Linked DNA regions of Felis catus: region 1 is linked to region 2. Evidence: chromatin contacts called from public Hi-C data. All regions are on one chromosome and are shown on one strand. The core of a region is the stretch at or near the end of the contact, and the rest is flanking DNA. Distances in the headings are between cores, read along the strand shown. Region 1 has its middle 25 kb from the start of WDR1. Region 2 overlaps CLNK (cytokine-dependent hematopoietic cell linker).

Region 1 (4,491 bases), core at 1,279-3,778, 260 kb before region 2:
AGGTTTTAAACACAAACTGAAGCCACTCCCGGAACACCTATCAGATTGTCATGGTCCTGGGCTTTGACTAGACCATCCTCTGCTTGTCTGACGTGGAACGGAGAGTATAAATGCTGCTGTGGCCCACATTTCTGACTCTGAATTCTTCATCCCTTGCTACCAAAAAGGGAATCGACTGTAGAAACCACTTTATCGTGTTGCATTGGCAGTTTTAAGAGCTTGTGAGGAATGTGTTGAGACCTATGTAGTAAGCATAACATGAGCACAGCATGATTTCCTAGACTCTGCATGTTTACTGGATGCTGTCCTGAGTCCCCTCTCTGAGGCGGTGGGTGTACTGGTGGTGATCATGGGATGCTGCCTGTACTAAGCAGATGACCTGTATCCCTTGCTGGTCTAGCAACCAATGAGCATAGAAACCACCAGAACAGGGTCACCAGGGCTATTGTATCTACATGTTGGATCTGGCAGAGGACGTCTCCCAAGTTCTGCTTAGCTGATAGCTGGGTTCTCTCAGGTCAAAGAGCATGCGTCCCCAACTGTTAGATGGAGAAGGGACAGTAGAGTACCCTCCAAATGGAGACTAGACTTTGAAGCCAAAGATGAAGCTAGCCACTCTGTACTTTTTGGCAGTTGTCTTCAGGGTAACGTACTGATGGGGGGGGGGGCAGGGAACTGAGTAGATGACAATCCGGGTGTCCTGCAGTTGTCTGCAAAGCTTGGACCTGGATGTGCAGGCTTCATGGAACAAGAGGACCATGGTGAGGGTTTAACATTTTAACAGACCTCCTGGTGCCATCTCTGCCTGAGTGGGGGGAGGGGAAGAAACTAGGTGATCTCTACTGGTTCCCTGAATAATTCTAGGGAACACTGGAACGAGCCTTCTTGCATTCTGGTCAGGGCATACGTTAATCTCCACGGGGCCTGTAATGTGTAGGCCCCGTGTGTGTGTGTGTGTGTGTGTGTGTGTGTGTGTGTGTGTGTGTGTGTGTGTGTGTGTTGGGGGGGGTCATTGCATGGACACAAGATAAAGGGCCAAAGTTGGAGTTGGTGCTCTTAGCATTCTTACACTAACAGGGCCATTTTAGTGTCCAGAGATGTGTCCATAGACAGGGACATGCTTGTGTCCAGAGATGAGAACCTCTCTGGGGCTGTGTCCTCTCGATGGGTCTTGGTGCCTCTGAACATCCTCCCTGGCTCTCCCAGCTGCTTTGGTGTGGATGTGGCTGGCGGCTTCTGGGTAGGCAGTGCGGCTGGGGTGGGGGCTGGGGCCTCTGTTCTGGTGCTCTCTAGCCAGAAGACGATGTAGTGAGCAGGCTGTCTGCCTGTGCCAGGTGGGCCGGGGCCAGCCTCGCCACGAGGCGGGTTCAGGGCCAGCCGAGAAGCTGTGCCTGGAAGAGGCCTGCCCAGGTGTATCCCTGAGACACCTTGGGTGTTCCAGGACAGGGCTCGGAGAGGAAACGGCTCCTAGTCCAGGCCCATCCTGACCTTTTGGGTTGTCTGATGTGAAGGGGAGACTCCAGAGAGGTGGTTTTGAGCGGTCATCGGATCAAAGGAAGGACAACGTACAAATGTTCACTCCCACGGAACCAGCTGGGAGGCTGAAGTTACCAGAGCCAGAGCTCAAGGAGTGTTCTGGGGGGCGGGGGGGGGGGGACAGTGGGGGGGGGGTTTCCTTCCTAGCAGGAATGCACCCTTTCAGGTATACATTCCACGTTCAACTCCACCTCCTCCTTTTCAAAATCGGCAATCGCCCTGACCTTCTGTGAAGCCGAGGGGGTTCCCTGGCAGGCTGTGGTCACTGATCATAAGACGGAGAGGCTGAGTTTGCTCCATGATTCTCCCCACTGGGGAGGGCCCTGGGGGCTTGAGAATGACCTGCTTTTTCCAGAAGCAGCAGCAGAGCCCTCCCTGTGTCTTCCAGAGCAAAGCAATTATACAGGAGCCTGTTGTGTAAGTAGGTGAGTTCTTGCATAAGACCTGAGAACTGAGGACTGGCTTGTACATAGGCACATTCTTCAGGGAACTGGACATCAATGTGTTTCAATATTGTAGCTTCCTCTGTGGGGTGGTCAGCCACCTGGGACTGGCTCCTCTGTCCATCCTCGGGGTGGGTGGGGGGTGAGAGTGAACTGGCTGGTGAGCACGACAGCCGGGCTACCTGGGGCCTGGGTGTGAGCTCTGGGATCTGTGATAGAAGGGTAAGGGGGCACGATGGGAACATGTTACCTTGGACTCCAGGGGAAGGAGCCATCCTAGGAAGTGATCTTTTAATAGAAATCCTTCAATATACGTCATTTGGTGCCTGTCCTTATAACCGACCTCTGTAAGCTATTTCCCCAACACCAGTGTAAATTTTCTCTTCTCACAATTCGGTAAGAGCTGTGTTGCATCAGAAAGTAGACAAGCATACACCGTGAGCCCAGAGCCCTGTGGGGAGGTACACGCTCTCTTTGGCTGACCCTTTGACCAGAGAGTGAGGGTCATCCTGGGGGGGGGGTCCCTGTGGAGGCTCTGCCTCTGTCTGCGTGGAGGCTCTGCCTCTGTCTGCCTGGAGGCCAGGGAGCTGAGCTGGCTGCTGTGTGCTCTCACATCCTAAGGAGCCACGGCCTGATCCTGCTTCTTGCTGCTTAAATACAGCCACGCCATTTCGTCCTCTCAAAGGCCCAGTTTACTGCCTGACTTTCCCCTCTAATGGGGGTGATGTCTGTCTTCCTTTCCTAGAAGTAGGACGGCCATAGGGTGCACGGGATCTTCCAGGGTGCTGTTGAGAAGAAGAATATTAAGCTTCACTGGCTTCTGTACTCGCGTCATTGTTGTGATGCCCTAAGGCCACCAGGTGGTGCTAAAGGACTCCCCTCTGCCAGTGGTGTTTGAAACCAGGAGAGTCCTGGGCACGCTGGGGACCAAGAATGGATTCAGAGGACATCAATGGGGAGCCTTTCCTCTGCCTCACTTGCTTTGCTCTTGTCCTAATTCCCTTCGGAGAACTTTCCTCTGTGAACCATCTCATCCTATCTCTTCATACCAAGCTTGCTGTGAGTTCAAAACATAGGTGATGCTGTGCATGTGTGGGGAGCCCTTCTGATGAGCAGGGGAGCATGGGACCTTTCCAGGGAGCTGGATGCCTTCCTCCAAGGCCTCCCCCTGTCTGCCAAGCTGGGTATGTGCACTAAGCAGGTAAGCTCTTCTCTCATCATGTGAACATCTTGTTCTTGTGATCTTACATGGCCTCACACACGAGGATTTGAGAAATTTTTATTTAAAGCATTAATATAAAAGTAAAAACTTAAGCACCAAACTTAGAAACTGGCAAAGGCAAGTTCCACAATAATGAAGGCCAAGCAAATGGCCTACCTTGACGGATTGCAGTGATTCATGAGGTAGCAATTACATCTTAGATTCTAAACCTGACTTGTGAGTATTGGGGGTATAGGGATAAACCATAAAACTGCCTTCAAGACTAATGAATACCTAACTAGCAGTTACATATGGTGAGCCTAAAACTAAAGCTTTTCTTGAAACAACATCTTACATAAAACCTTGGTAACATACCTGGTGACCCACAACTACATTTGAGTTGCTAGGTTCTCAGGATGACCTAGAAGTCTTTCTCTAGAATTCTTCCATTTGGAGCTAAATTTCTTAAGCTCATGGTCTAACCTTCCAGTGGACTTCTAATCTTCCAACTGCTTGAGTCCATAGGCCAGGCCTCACGAGAAATCTGAGGGACAAGGTGTTAAGGACTATGAACTTATTCTAAGAACTTAGCAAAACAACCTTAGGCTGGTGTCTATCCTTTATTAACAGACTGAGGGCACCCTAAATACCTTAGCAGACATAAGGACAGAATAAGTGGTCTTAACCAAGTTAAAGGGACATAAAAAGGACAAGCAGAAAAAAAACATTCAAATAGCATCTTTACAGAATGTCTAACCTACTCATCTGTAGTTAGTGACTTCCTGATCAAAGAATATTAGCGTTTTCCCCCATTCAAACTCTGCTTGGCTGCTTCTCTGATCTGGAGACATAAGTTTCTTTTGAACATGGATTTTTGTCTTGTTTAATGCACTAATAGGATACTAGATGCAGAGATTCACACTTTGACAGGGGAGTCAAACTCCCTGTCAAACCGGCTCAGACTCAAAGGAACAGAAAGGACTTGGAAACAGGCATGTGTCCAGGTACTGCGCTCAGTACCAGGAAGCACAAGGCCATGTTCTCCATCTGCTTTACCTCCATCCTTGTTCCTATGGTCACCTCTCACTGGGAGAGCCATACTTCATCCAGCAAAGCAGAGATGTGCGTGTGGAAACCACTGAGGAGTAGAGCTGAGACACGACAGCCTTCTGGGGGTGGAGTGGAGAGAGAAGAAAGTTGCCAAGCCAGACACCTGCTGGGTTGAAAAGGATGAGCAGGCTGGAAAGTCCAAGATCAAGGTACTGGCAGATTTGGTTCCTGGTGGGAGCTCCCCTACTGGCCTGCAGACAG
Region 2 (4,181 bases), core at 1,471-3,970:
GTTCGACTCCATTTATAAAGAGTTTTAACTGTTGAAGAGCCCTTGAATTTTTCTAGATTTATAGATTTACCTTATTAGATTTATAAAAGTTGTTAAAGAAAGTGTTGCTCGTTAGGGTTTAAAGTTAGATGGATAAAGGTATTTCAAATATTTAAGGAAATTTAACTGAGTTTGTAGATGTCTTATTGTCTAAGATTCCTTAACCTATTGAGTGTGTCCTTCAGTTTCGATAAAATTGCTCAGTTTATAAATATAACCATATACTCTATAGATGGAAATTTGAGGCTTTAGGAAAGCTAGGTTTTGGAATTGGTAATATTAAAAATGGATTTTTGAGAGAGAGAGAGAGAGAGAGAGAGAGAGAGTATGAGCAGGAGAGGGGCAGAGAGAGAGAGGGAGACACAGAATCGGAAGCAGGCTCCAGGCTCCGAGCTGTCAGCACAGAGCCCGAGGCGGGGCCCGAACTCAAGAACTGTGAGTTCATGATCTGAGTTGAACTTGGACGCTTAACTGCCTGAGCCACCCAGGTGCCTCCCGCCCCAAAACGGTTTTTAAGTGAAGAACCCAGGTAATTTTAGGCGTCTTTTCAGTGCACAACAAAGTCTTTGGGCATAGAAATGTCTATGTTGAGAACATTCCCCAAGTTATTTGTCCCCTTTACCCGTAAAATGAAAGGATCGGGCTTTGGGTGATGGCATTGGGGGTCTCCTAAATGAGACTTAGGAAGACAGAGAGAGATCTACACAGTGACAAAATGGAAGAGCAGGGTGGGGACTTGGTCCCCTCCCCACGCACCACCCTGCCTCTCCGAGGCATCTTTCGGCTCCTGTAAGTTCTGCTGTGTTCTGTTTTGGAGACAACCAACAAAACATGGCCACCAACTGCATGGCATGAATAAGCATCCCCACATCCTTTCCTGTGCACAACAGGTGCTCAGTGTGCACTTGAAGATAATGAATTTTACGTTAAAAATAGCTCTGGGACACCTGGGTGGCCAAGTCAGTGAAGCTCCCACTTCAGCTCAGGTCATGATCTCACAGTTCATGAGTTCGAGCTCTGCATCGGGCTCTCTGCTGTCAGCGTGGAGCCCGCTTCAGATTCTCTGTCCCCCTCTCTCTGTCTCTCCCCCAACTGCGCTCTCTCTGTCTCTCAAAAATAAGTAAAACATAAAAAATTTATAAAAATAGCCCTTCATGAGCCTCCCTTAGATTTCGCTTAGTTTTAAATAAACCGGATTTGAATCCTCATTCTGCCATCTATGAGCTCCGTTACCCTCAGCAAGTGAAGCCCCTTCTCTGAAGCTTGGTTTTCCCACCTGTAAAATGGGTAACCCCCGACAGAAATGGGGTGGGTTGATTAAGGTTCTCATGAAATAATACCTGTGAAAGCTATTTGGAAGAAAATAACACCCTCGATCTGCGGGACACCTTTAACAGCCACTTTCTTTGAAATTAAACTTTCCCTCGGAGATAATGGTAGGTCTCATGCACGTGTAGGAAATGCTACAGAGAGATCCCGTATGCACTTCACCCCATTTCCCCCAATGATAATAATTTACATCCGCACTCTAAAATCAATAGTTCCCACCCAGAAGTCCCTGCTCCCATGCAAATTTGTGTATCTTTGCAATCCGTACTTCCTCTCTCTTACAGGACTATGTTTTCTCTGTATCGCTACAGATTTTTTTTTTCCCTTTCACTTCCCAACTCATCAGCAGGTGTATCTGCGTCCCTGAGACTGCTTGAACTGATGTGGCACCAGCTTTGCCGGCTGCAAAGGGAAAACTGTAGTTAGGCAGACAGGTGTTCGGTTGGTTAAATAGCAGGTACCTTATTTAAAGTACATTTTGGCCGAACCCTGCACCGTGGGGTTGGAGTTTGCTAGATGCAGGGAGACGTCGCGGTTCGTGACCTCTCTGCCCTTCTGTGTCCTCATCAGTAAACCGGGGGTTGGGATATTGCTTTCTGCTCAGTGTGGCTGTGGGACTAAATGACGTAAAGCATCTGAAAGACTCCAGAGTGTAACAGGAGCTCAGCAAATGTCTTCCTGTTCCGATGACTCAGGAGGCTTTTACTTGGTGCCCGCGTCATGGTATTAACATTACAATGGATACATCATTGGAAAGTTATTCCCTTACTAATCTCTTTCTTATTGTGTTAGAGAGAGAGTCTCAACGTAGCAGCGGTTATTTTTATCCAAATATTGCTTTGCATTTTAGTTCCCTTCCCTTTTAGGAGAGAGAAAATTCCGCGGGTCTGAAACTGCGGTGCAGTTACTTATGGTAATGATGTTTCCCTTTTGAAAATTTTTTTTTAATGTTTATTTTTGACAGAGAGAGGGAGAGACAGAGCGTGAGCAGGGGAGGGGCAGAGGGAGAGGGAGACATGGAATCTGAAGCAGGTCCCAGGCTCTGAGCTGTCAGCACAGAGCCCGACGCGGGGCTCAAACCCACGGACCAGGAGATCATGACCTGAGCCAAAGTCCGGACGCTTAACCGACTGAGCCACCCGGGCGCCCCCATCAATGAAGGATTTAAATGGCATTCTCCTGAACTGGAATGCTTTGATTCAATGATCGTTTTTGTGAACCCAAGACTTAGCTTTAAGATAGAGAATGGCCGAGCCGGTGGAGACACCTGGCTGTTGTAGCAACAGCTGGACCCACGTTCACCATTGGGAGAGGGGGGCCGATGGCGACAGGCTGCAGGTGTCAGCTGCGTTCAGGGGCTGCAGTGGACTGCCACACGTACGTCACAGCCTCCCTTCACAGAGGGCCGTCTACCTCCCAAGCCTACAGGGCAGCTGATGGGAAGGGAGCGGACACTATTTTTCCTTGGCTGAAGCAGCTCAGCTCTCTAATGTCCCTTCTGTTTTCAGACAAGGGGAAGCTAGCAACAGCCTCATGTGGTTGTTTACAGGCAACGTCTGGGTCCTTAGTAATGGTCATCTGCCTCCCAAAAGAGGGCCCGACTCAAAATGAATTTGGAAGCTCTGCTTCTATGGCACAACTCTTTCTTATTCCTGGTGGCATTCTCAATGTGTGGCCCAGGCCCTGCATGGTGTTGACCCCTCAACTGTCCTACACCAACCCTATCACGTTGACCGAGTGACCTAACTTCTGTGTATCTTAGTGACCTTACATGCCCAGCGGGTAGGGAAGTGGTTTTTACCCGGCACCTGCCATGAACCAGCCACCGAGCCTTAGAAAATCCATACTTTATAGGGCTGCTGGAAGGATCCGGTGAGATGTTATACGGAATGTAACGATTCTCTGGAGGGGTTTACGGTGAAGAGACCCAGCCAGGTTCCCGTCACTTGCAAAAATGATTAAACAAATTTAACCGTAACTGCGGAAACCCCAGAGACACAAAAAGCAAACTTGTAAAGATTTCAGAGCCACCGAGGCGGCTGGAGTGATGAGGGACTCGTCTGTGGATCAAGGGAGGCGCCATTTTAGGCACTAGGAGCCTGGGCGTGTGTAGGTAAGGCCTAAGGGCCTGCAAAGCTTTAGTGGCAGATATATTCCTAGAACCTGGCTCCCCCTGGGTCCTTAGCCACAGGCTGTGCCTGTGTCTCACCTCTCAGAGCAATTAAAGCTGATGCTGGGGAACAATACTTTTTAAAAGCTTTCCTAATTATTTTCATGTAAAGCCAGGATAAGAAACATTGCGCTAGAATCTATAGCCTGTATTTCAAGAGAAAAATAGGGTTGTGGGTGCCTAATTCTGTTGGGTACAGATGGGACACGATGTTTAGGCGTTTTTCTTTCCTTCCTGTGCTGTGACACATATTATCCTAGGCGCTCCAGAGAAATCTCATGCCTCCTCCCCTCCACTCTGTCACACGGGGACGCTCCTGTTGCTTGCACAAAGAGGGGAACTCAGAACTATTTAAGAGCTTTAGGCGGCTCTACAGCCGGAAGTGGCTCAGCTGGGACCCAAACCTCGTTCTTTCTGCGTGAAGAAACAGAAGAAAGATCAAATCATCTTCTTCTCCACACCGAACAACCTCATCGCCTCTGCTATTTCGTTCATCCTATTTTCTATCTCTTTACTTCTCTGCGTTTTGACCAGTTCCTAGACCCATTAGCCTATTTGCTCAGGAGTTTCAGGGATGGTACATTTTACGTTCCCGAGTCCGATGATGCCACTTCCTGGGGTTGATAGCATGTTGCCTTCCTGT

The links. A called contact is a pair of places that touch in the nucleus more often than the background predicts.
Region 1: a Hi-C map of skin fibroblasts shows a contact between it and region 2, with 2.7 times the contacts expected there. The contact joins two enhancer-like sites. A contact is called at or near these places in 2 of 3 Hi-C or Micro-C datasets (fibroblasts and skin fibroblasts).

The regions. Positions count from the first base shown.
Region 1 is chrB1:198,233,713-198,238,203 of F.catus_Fca126_mat1.0, reverse strand. No RefSeq gene overlaps it. Among named protein-coding and RNA genes, the nearest start is that of WDR1, 25 kb to the left of the region's middle. Within about 2 kb of position 2,528, at least 1 of the 10 cell types and tissues checked has an H3K27ac peak or open chromatin away from gene starts, as enhancers often do.
Region 2 is chrB1:197,977,745-197,981,925 of F.catus_Fca126_mat1.0, reverse strand. The region is part of intron 11 of CLNK (cytokine-dependent hematopoietic cell linker); the gene reads right to left. Among named protein-coding and RNA genes, the nearest start is that of ZNF518B, 59 kb to the left of the region's middle. Within about 2 kb of position 2,720, at least 1 of the 10 cell types and tissues checked has an H3K27ac peak or open chromatin away from gene starts, as enhancers often do.